3 separate regions of the Zea mays genome follow, and regions 2 and 3 are each linked to region 1. A link is a contact called in public Hi-C data. All regions are on one chromosome and are shown on one strand. The core of a region is the stretch at or near the end of the contact, and the rest is flanking DNA. Distances in the headings are between cores, read along the strand shown. Region 1 has its middle 130 kb from the start of LOC103638202. Region 2 overlaps LOC103638205 (Helicase protein MOM1). Region 3 holds the start of LOC103638205 (Helicase protein MOM1).

Region 1 (3,213 bases), core at 496-2,995:
GAGGGAGAGTAACACCTGAATTTTGAGTATATAGCAAAGAAATTTTTATACCTCAAATTTCAGGGTGTTACAGACTTATCCCCTTAAAAGAATCTCGCCCCGAAATGCAAGGTTGGCCAGCAGAGAGTTCAAGGTACTTAGTTTTCAGATCATCTTCTCGTTCCCTAGTTGTTTCTTCCTCGGAGTGGTGACCCCATCTCACTTTGCACATTCTGATAGTATTTCTTCGGGTGACTCTATCTGTAGTTTCTAGGATCTGCTTTGGCTTCTCCACGTATGTCAGGTCTTCTTGGACTTCCAGTTCTTCCACTGGCAACTGCTCCTCTAGTACTCACAGACACTTCATCAGCTGAGACACATGGAAAACATCATGCACTGCTGATAGACTTTCTGGTAAGCTGAGCTGGTAGGCCACTTCTCCACGCTTTGCCATAATCTGGTATGGTCTGATATATCGTGGTGCTAACTTACCATTGACTCCGAACCTTCTGACTCCTTTGATAGGTGACACCTTCAGATAGACATAATTTCCCAATTCAAAACTCAGTTCTCTTCTTCTTGTGTTAGCATAATTGCGCTGCCTTGACTGGGTTATTTTCAAATTCCCTTAGACCATTTTGATGTTATCTTCAGCTTTGAGCAAAATGTTAGGACCGAACACCTGTCTTTCTCTAGGTTGATCCCAGAGCAGTGGAGTTCTACAACTCCTTCTGTATAGTGCCTGAAACAGCAATATCTTCAAACTGGCCTGGTAGTTATTGTTATAGGAGAATTCTGCATAAGGTAATTTCTTATCCCAACCTGACTTATCTTACAATGCATAGACTCTCAGCATGTCTTCCAGAATCTGATTAGTCCATTCGGTCTAAGCGTCGGTCTGTGGGTGATAAGCTAAACTGAACTTCAAATGTGTGCCCAAAACTTCTTCTAACTACTGCCAGAAATGAGAGGTGAACTGTGTACCTCAATCTGACACTATCTTCTTCGTCACACCATGCAAACAGACAATCCAAGACATGTATAACTCAGCTAACGTTGCTCCATTATATGTTTTCTCCACTGGTATGAAATGGGTCACCTCTGTTAAGCGGTCCACAATCAGCCATATAGAATCGTAGCTGCTCGGGTACGAGGTAGGCTAATGTAAAGCCCAAAAATGATAGAAGGGAAAATAATAAAATAAATAAATAAATATATTTTTGATAGTATTTCTAGAATTTTTTAAACCCTTAGGAATTTATAAGGACCCTTCCTATTCATAATCAATTAATAAAATTAAATTAGTTAACTAAACAATAAATAGTTAAGGAAAGGTTGATCTCTTCTAATGGTTTTGTGGCAATACATTTTATTGAAAACATAAATCAGATCTTCAATTTTAATAAAAACATAAAAAATAGAAAATGAGAAAGGGAATGAAACCATTTATTCCTTCCATAAATAAATGACAAGGAAAAGAATAGATAATAGTATTGTAAACAGTAGAGTTTATATTCACATAAAGATTAATTTTTACACTTGAAAAGTTGAAGTTCAAAAACAAGAGTTTGAATTTGAAATAAGGAATTGAAATTTTGAAAGAAATACAAAAGAAAAAAAAAAGAAACAATTCATACTAGGCCGCCACCGAGGTTTTCGGACCATCCCCTTTTCCCCCTTTGTCGCGTGCGGCCCATTCCTCACTCGCCCTGCCTCACCGACGTGTGGGTCCTAGCGCTCCTCCTCTCTTGGTGTCTATGGCATGTGGGCCGTCTGGCCAGACCGTTTCAACACGCAAGGGCGCAAGCCTGTCGCGAGTCTTGTACACGCTGACATGTGGGACCCGGTCGTCATCACTAACCCCTCAATCGAAGACACCACAACAGAATAGCGGCGCCAGGTTTCTCGGTCGGGCCGCTCCAACCGCCGTTGCCCGGGTGTGCGGGTCAGACTCCATGCTATAAAGAGCTGAGCCCCGTACCCCTGGAACCCTTGGACCATCTCTCGCCACCCAGAACAAGGTAACCTCGTCGCCATCACCATAGTTGTGGAGCACCGCCGCAGTTGGCGAGGTGAGATCCCGCGGGGCCTCTTCAATCCGAGTCTGGGGGTGGCAGGGTCCCTAGCGCAACCAAGTGGGTTCGGTTGTGGGGACCGGTGGCACGCGGAGTACCTCAGAGTGGCGGCAATTGCTCGCCGATGCATGCCCTCTGGTGCGGACTACGCCTCTTCGTGGGCAGCGAACTCCACATCTCTGACTTAGGTGAGACCCCTCTCCGCATGTTCGCCATCTTCCCCTCTAGGTTTAGCACCGGACAATTTTAGGTTTGGGGTGTTTGGGCATCGGATTGCGTGTCCGCCGGCGAAGCTCCATCGCGGCCTCGCGGGTATGCCATGCGGCGCTGTCGTGTTCTTCTGGGATGGGAGATATGGTCACGTCAGTCGATTGCTCGCTTAACGGCTGCAATTAGATCAAATGTACCCCTTCGCGCATAACGATCCGGGTTGCCGATTCTTGATCAGGCGGTCAAAATCAAATCCGGATATCGGTTTGGGTAGGTGTAACATAAGTCATTCGATTCAGATCAAACGGGTGTGTGGATGGGGGCCTAATAAGATCTCGGCCGTAGGTTTCTGATCCGATTGTCCACATAGCATACCGCTTCGATTTAAGAAGGGTCTAATCCAGGCCGTTGAATCTGATCGGGCAGTCATAACCGAACCATACCCCTTCGTCGTAGTATTTTTGCATAAGAGACCCTCGACTTTAATCCATTCAACCCGCCGTCCATCCTTTCATAAGGAATATTACGCAGGGAACCTAAAGTTAGCGAAAACAAACCTGATCTTCCTAGAAACTATGTGCCCAATCCAGAATTATTAGGAATACTCTGAATTAAATAAGAAAATGGGTTTTTAGTGTAAAATAAATCTGGAAACTTGTTTAATTCATATTAAATCCATTTTAGCTCCAAATTGATCAATTCCGGTTGCTATAAATTCATATTAATATTGTTTATCATCTGATAACCCTATTTTGTTATGAAACATAGGTAGGAATTATGCACTTAATTTCTTCTGTATCCAACATTTAAATCTTCAGTAAATCGTAACTCTGTAACCGTAACTTCGATTTTAGCGATTCTCGAACCCACGATCTCGTAACATCGCGTAGAATATTATTATGCAGTTTGTGCTTATGTTTGGTGTGATGTTAATTTTTACCTATTCCAT
Region 2 (3,213 bases), core at 474-2,973, 340 kb after region 1:
GCTCCACAGGTGGACCAACCATTATTGTCATTGTCGCAGTTCTCCCGTCCGTCTTTGCAAGTGGTCCAACCTCCCAACCTGGAACTAGGCAATCTTTTCAGAGCAACGTCAACGACTCTTAGTCATATGCCACCTCAACGTGGGAGCTATGGAGTTCAGAGTGAATTGGCTCCTCGCTCACCTGCTCCTCATCTTCAGTTCAGATCGCCACGGGCACATTCCATGGCACCTGGAAATCAGCAGCAATCGCCAGCAATTAGTGTGGATGCAATGTCCTCAAGGACACAACCAGTGCTGGCGGCAAGCACATCCCCATCAGATATACATGTGGGACCCCTAGCAGCCTCAGCCTTGTCAAGTTTACACTCTGTTCTCCCTTCAACCTCATTACCCTCAAGCTTGCATCCTAGTCACCTGGCACAACGTGTGCCACCAACTCCTAACCCAACTTTACAAGCCGGGGCACCGAAAGGCTCGAATGCAACAATGCCTTCCATCCCTACAGGCATGCAGCTGCCAGATTCTGGTTCCCTATCGCTGGATGCATGGCTTACAGCTAATCTTGGGTTGAATGATGCGTCTACAGCTCCTGCTAAGGATACAGCCAGTCTTGGGTTGAGCAGTGATGCCCCTAGGGCAGCTCCTGATACAAATACGGCCAGTCTTGGGTTGAGCAGTGATGTGCCTAGGGGTACGGCTCCTGCTACAAATACAGCCAGTCTTGGGTTGAGCAGTGATGTGCCTAGGGGAACGACTCCTGCTACAACTACAACCAGTCTTGGGTTGATCAGTGATTCACCTAGGGTGATTGCTCCTGCCAGCAGTAATTCGCCTGGGGCGATTGCTTCTGCTACAAATGGTGGTTCCGAGATAGATGTGGTATGCCTGTCAGATGATGAATGATGCTAGCACGTGTACAAGGCTGACAGTTATAGATGACTGCTTGAAAGGACTAGGCATTATTTTACGGCTCCCTTGAGTCCGTTCTGACAAGGTGGGAATGTTGTTTGTGCTGTGAATGGCTGGTAACAGCAATGACAGTTTTATTAAGTTCATTGTAAATGTGTATTATGACAAATGCCTGCCAACGTTTGCTGTAAATCGCTAACCTCTGGGGAATGTGGATATTAACCTCTGAGATGGAGTTGGGTTTCAAGCGCTATGAGGTTTCTGTACATGTTTGTCATTGATTAGTTCCCTGAGGTGTTCGTTGTAGGCCGGAGTGCTAGCTCCGTGTATCGTTTTGGTTCTACGTATGTTTCTTTTTTTTAGTTTGACTTAAAAAAACAGTAGCAACAAAAAACAGTAGCAACATCTCCATGATAGTTATTATGTATAATAAATGCTGAAATTTTCTTGTATATATTTGATTGAAACGGCGGGAGTATGTAACAGAGCAATTTAGACCAAGGCGGTCACTTCAACGTTGTATTGTATTTCTCTTCTTGGTGAAATACGGCAGCACTGTCCTATGTTAAGTTTTATATCTATATAGCTAGCTATCTATGTATCTGTATTTATACCTGTTCTATATATGTACATTTATGTTTTATGTGATTTGGATTTACTAGTGTGTATCTGTATTTATAGGCTCGCTTATACAGCCTGACGGCGATCACCATGATAGTAAGGACATTTATAGAGACTCAATAACTCTGGGTTAATGAGAGATGATGTAGCGTGGGGGTGTGCGAGCTCGGCTCTCTAACAAGCTCAACACGGCTCTCTAACAAGCTCAACATGAAGGCTCGACTCGGCTCGTAACAGGCTTGCGAGCCGGCCTGCTGCCTAGTGCCTCAGTCTCACTACAATTAAAATGCAAACTGCTAGCACTAAAATGCAAATTGCAATAACAGTTTATAGACAAGTTAAATGTTGAATACTTTATGACTTGAATAAACATAAGGGGACATAGTCACATTACTCACAAACTGAAATAACACTTAAGTCTGCAATACCAACTCCAATAGCAAAAGTGCAAGACAATAAAGTCTGCCAACTCCAACAGTTACACTACCTCAGTATTCAGTAACATCACTACCATCTCCAACAGTAAGACAATAAAGTCTGCAATACGAATGCAACTACAAATTCTCAAGTCTAAACAGTGAAGAGATAAACAAAAGAAGTAAAGAACCATGCCACAGCCGCACAACCTAACAGGTGACAGCCCACAGTTACACAAATACAAGTGGCATGCAACTACCACCATCCAAAATTCCAGAATCAAATGCCACTTGTTGTGTGCTCATCCATGTGAACATGTCCATGAGTGATGACTGATGAGTCCATCATCCATGCGACTTGCTATGTGATCAACCATCCAATTGTCCACTACAAAGCATCAAATAAGACAATAAGTATTTAATGAAAAAAATTAAAGATCAAAACCACTCAAGTAGGTAATCGCTTACTACTTAGTAGTAGCATGATACAAACTTACAAAGATATCAAGATCTAGTTGCTCTCCACCAAACTTTTTGGAAATGCATTGTTTTCAATATCGTCTTCTTCATCTTGCTCCAAAAAATAAATAGAGCATTACATTGATAAAAAAATAGAAAACACACTAGAATAAAAAAGTAGAAGAATATCATACTACAATACATATGACTCCCATCATGTGCACTTCGAATCCAACTAGAGGAGCATATCAATGCCTCTACCATAGAAGGGCTTAGAGAGCTACGATAGTCATCTAGAGTTCGACCCCCAGTGCGAAAAGTAGACTCTGAAGACACAGAGGTAGCGGGCACAATTAAGAACTTTGCCATCCTCGACACCACTGGAAATCTATGTGAGTTAACCTTGCACCAGCTTAGCAAATCAAAATCCTTATCAGCCAAACTCACATTGTTTCATCCAATAGATGAGCAACTCACTTTTTGATGGATTCACTTCAGTAGATGATAAGTATGACTGAAACTCACATGATGCAGTAGGCAAACTACAAGATCTATTCATTGCCAATGATGATGATGCACTAAGCTTGCTTTGAGCAGCTTTTCTCTCTCTATGTTGCATCTCATAGTCTTCATACAACTTTTCCAATTCGTCTCTAAATTCTTCTATCTCAAATCCAACTTGGTCTACATAAAAAATCTTACCAAAACACCACTCAATATATCTCATCTTATACCTTGGATCTAGGATAGTAGCAATCACCATAACATTGTTCCTTTATTCCCAATACTTGTTGAATTTCTCCATCAT
Region 3 (3,213 bases), core at 208-2,707, 310 kb after region 1:
CTATAAGGTAGATTGCAAAGGTCCTATAGCCAATAGTTGGCTATACTATTAAACTTGCTCTAAATGGATACACAGTGCCACTGGAAGGGTGTACGGAAACAGTCGCATGTTCATTGGCAATTATTAAACTTGCTCTAAATGGATACACCGGCCTGTTGGAAGGGTGTACGGAAACGGTCGCGTGTTCGTTGGTAATCTATCGGACGACTACGAATTCAAGGGCTACGTGGCGCTATAATAGCTAGTAATTAGCATAACATAGGTTGGTTAGCCTCTGAGCCCTGGCTCCAACAGGACAACTAAAGGACATCCAAAGCTAAACTAGATGTTATATAGGTACGGTAGTGTTTATCCAACAGGACAGGTAAAAAGAACAATCATTTTGGATGAGGTGAGAAAGGAAAGCTAAAATGAATGGTATAGAAAGGGGGCAACCATTTTAATATGTGTCTCAATGACAGAGTAACTCCACCATTCACCACCGACCCGATACTAGATGGTAAAATGATTTTTTGTTGAATACACTAAATTTATATGACTAGCTAAACTACCTGTAACAACCATAACAATTTAATGTATGCACTCAGTTTTTAAGAAACTAGTTTATAAAAATTGAACTGGTTCTAAATAAACTAGTTTATATCTTAGTTTATAGAAACTGGATTCCCCGTTTCTTAAAAACTAAGAAGTTAGCCTATTCTAGATAAAAAATAAAAACTGGTTTAATTTTCAAACATGACTATAACAAGCAAAATACATGAATGGCTAAAATGACTTCGTGTTGGAGTCAGGCCATATTTGGTTTCTTTAGTCTAGGGACTAAAGTTTAGTTAGAGGACTAAAGTTTAGTCCCTAACATGTTTGGTTTTAGAGGCTAAAAATAGTAAGAATATACTAAATGACTCATAAGAAGACTAAAATGACCTTTAACATTCTCCTGCTATTAGTACAATTGAACTAAATGAGGGGTAAATGTGGAATTAATATGGTTTAGTCCTTTTTAGCACATATGTGAAGGACTAAGGCCATGTTTGGTTTCTTTAGTCTAGGGACTAAAGTTTAGTCTCTAACATGTTTGGTTCTAGGGGCTAAAAATAGTAAAAATATACTAAATGACTCATAAGAAGACTAAAATGACCTTTAACATTCTCCTGCTATTAGTACAATTGAACTAAACAAAGGGTAAATGTGGAATTAATATGGTTTAGTCCCTTTTAGCACATATGTGAAGGACTAAAGACTAAATCATTTTAGTTCATATTTTAATCCTAGTGTTTGACTAAAAAGGGACTAAATGAGACTAAAAACTAGAGACTAATCTTTAGTCCCTCTAACCAAACACCCCCTAAAGACTAAATCATTTTAGTCTATATTTTAGTCCTAGTGTTTAACTAAAAAAGACTAAATAGGACTAAAAACTACAGACTAATCTTTAATCCCTCTAACCAACACCCATTGAGGGGACTAAAGATTAGGTACTAAAAGTTATTTTTAGACTGACTCCAGTCTGAGTGAGCGAAGAGCCACAGAGAGGAGAGAGCACACCATCCGATCACGCCTTTCTCCGTCTTCCTTTGGTCGGTGGGGTCGACTCCGCCTCCTCACCCGCAAAACCCCTCGTGTTCGCGAGACGATCAGACGAGGCGGTCAGGGAGGGGGAGGTAGAATAGGGTTTCGGCAGGGCCGTGCCGGGCCGCCTCCTGCTGACCTTCCTCCTCCAGCGCCGTGCAAGCACTCCCGTCCCTGCCAAGCCCTAGCTAGGGTAGCTGGTGCAGCGGATTCCAGGACCCACAAATCTCTTCTTCTCAACCCATTGCCGGTGGAGCGTGGCTGGTAAGTAATCCATGCTTCTCTTTCGTTTTCCTTCCGCTCCCCTGCTCTTCCTCAGACTACCCTGCTACTTACACAGATTTCTTTCTGACGACTGATCGCGCGCTCGCAGAGGTAGTGGCCTCGGGTTGTTGGGGTTCGGGCTCGCCGGCGATTTTGGGGGACGAGTTCGCTGCCGGTGCCGCGGGCGGGGGCGTGATTCGCACCTCGGAGGAACAAACGGTTGAACTGACCCAGGTGTTGATCTGCTGCTGCTACTACTGATCCATGGCTAATACCCGGTCAGGAGGAGGAGGAGATGCCCCTCCCCCCCCTTCTTCTCCTCCAGCTGCTGCTTCTGCAACTGCCACAAGGAAGCTTGCCGATGGAAGGGAGACCAGGAACACCGCAGCTGCCAGTGCTCACACACCAAACCTCAGGAGGTCCACTCGAGAAAACAAAGGAAAGCACAAATCTAGACTTGCTGACACACCACCCCTTCACAGATCTGCTAAAACGCCCACCAAGGATGCCACTGCAATTGCTACCCCCAAATCCACACCCTTGCCAAACAACCCCAAAGACTCAACAAAAAAGCCCTCCAGAGTTAGGAACACAAGTGTTTCACCTTCTCCTTCAAAACAAGAACCTAATGAAACCTCAACGCCCGCCTCCACCAAAAGAAAAACCCAAGATGATGCTCTGACTGCCTCTACACCGTCCAAGAAGCAGAAAAGGCTCCTGCATGCGAAGAGCTACATTGCACTCTTCAATATAGGAGAAGAATCTGGTACATGATGCCATGCCATTTCATTGAATTAATGGTTTTTTTGCACGATGGGTATTTTTTTGAAGTCTCGCTAATCCAGCTCATTACTTACTTTCTCTGTTGCAAACATTCCACTTGTCAGATTGCTTTAAAATGCTCAATATTATTACTTAAAAAGAACTGCACCCTTTTAGTCTTCTTTATTGTTGAGCGCAATGTCTTGAAGCATCCTTAGTGCGCTGAGCCTTCTAAAACCCAACCGATATCATAGTACTCCATGCATATCACTCTTGCTTAATCATCCTTCCATTGTCATAATGTCATTCCAAGAGGGCTTATAGCTTCTTAGCGATCAGATTTTGGCATAGCAATTTCAGGATGATGATTTCTACCACCTCTGTTCCCCTGGATGCTGATGCTTAGTTTTCATCCAAATACTAAAGACTGCTATCTGTAAATTTTGTAATGCAGTGCTTGCTACCCTCAGGGAGGATGAGGAAAAAGCTTCTGAGGTGCAACCGGAAGGAGATGGTGCTGTTTTGGTGCATGAAGAAAGTAATGCACCGGAACAACCCAACCAGGAAGCTTCAAATGTTGTTGCTAGTGAGGTCTTGGGAGGTCACTCTTCTGACTTG

What was found. A called contact is a pair of places that touch in the nucleus more often than the background predicts.
Region 2: a Hi-C map of tassel shows a contact between it and region 1, with 1.6 times the contacts expected there. The contact joins two enhancer-like sites.
Region 3: a contact with region 1 is called in a Hi-C map of tassel, with 2.8 times the contacts expected there. The contact joins the promoter of LOC103638205 here to the enhancer-like site in region 1. A contact is called at or near these places in 6 of 25 Hi-C or Micro-C datasets (ear, endosperm, leaf and 2 more).

Annotation. Positions count from the first base shown.
Region 1 is chr9:31,817,721-31,820,933 of Zm-B73-REFERENCE-NAM-5.0, forward strand. No RefSeq gene overlaps it. Among protein-coding and RNA genes, the nearest start is that of LOC103638202, 130 kb to the right of the region's middle. Within about 2 kb of position 1,746, at least 19 of the 20 cell types and tissues checked have an H3K27ac peak or open chromatin away from gene starts, as enhancers often do. A contact at or near this core is called in ear, endosperm, leaf and 2 more, where this site is marked.
Region 2 is chr9:32,156,223-32,159,435 of Zm-B73-REFERENCE-NAM-5.0, forward strand. It overlaps LOC103638205 (Helicase protein MOM1), which reads left to right. Exons shown (of 21, transcript XM_008661197.4): 21 at 1-1,441. The coding sequence ends at 903. It overlaps LOC103638206 (a long non-coding RNA gene), which reads right to left. Exons shown (of 3, transcript XR_558621.3): 2 at 2,444-3,213; 3 at 1,892-2,334. Among protein-coding and RNA genes, the nearest start is that of LOC103638206, 3.8 kb to the right of the region's middle. Within about 2 kb of position 1,724, at least 7 of the 20 cell types and tissues checked have an H3K27ac peak or open chromatin away from gene starts, as enhancers often do. A contact at or near this core is called in tassel, where this site is marked.
Region 3 is chr9:32,129,388-32,132,600 of Zm-B73-REFERENCE-NAM-5.0, forward strand. It overlaps LOC103638205 (Helicase protein MOM1), which reads left to right and starts at 1,458. Exons shown (of 21, transcript XM_008661197.4): 1 at 1,458-1,833; 2 at 1,943-2,599; 3 at 3,050-3,213. The coding sequence starts at 2,098.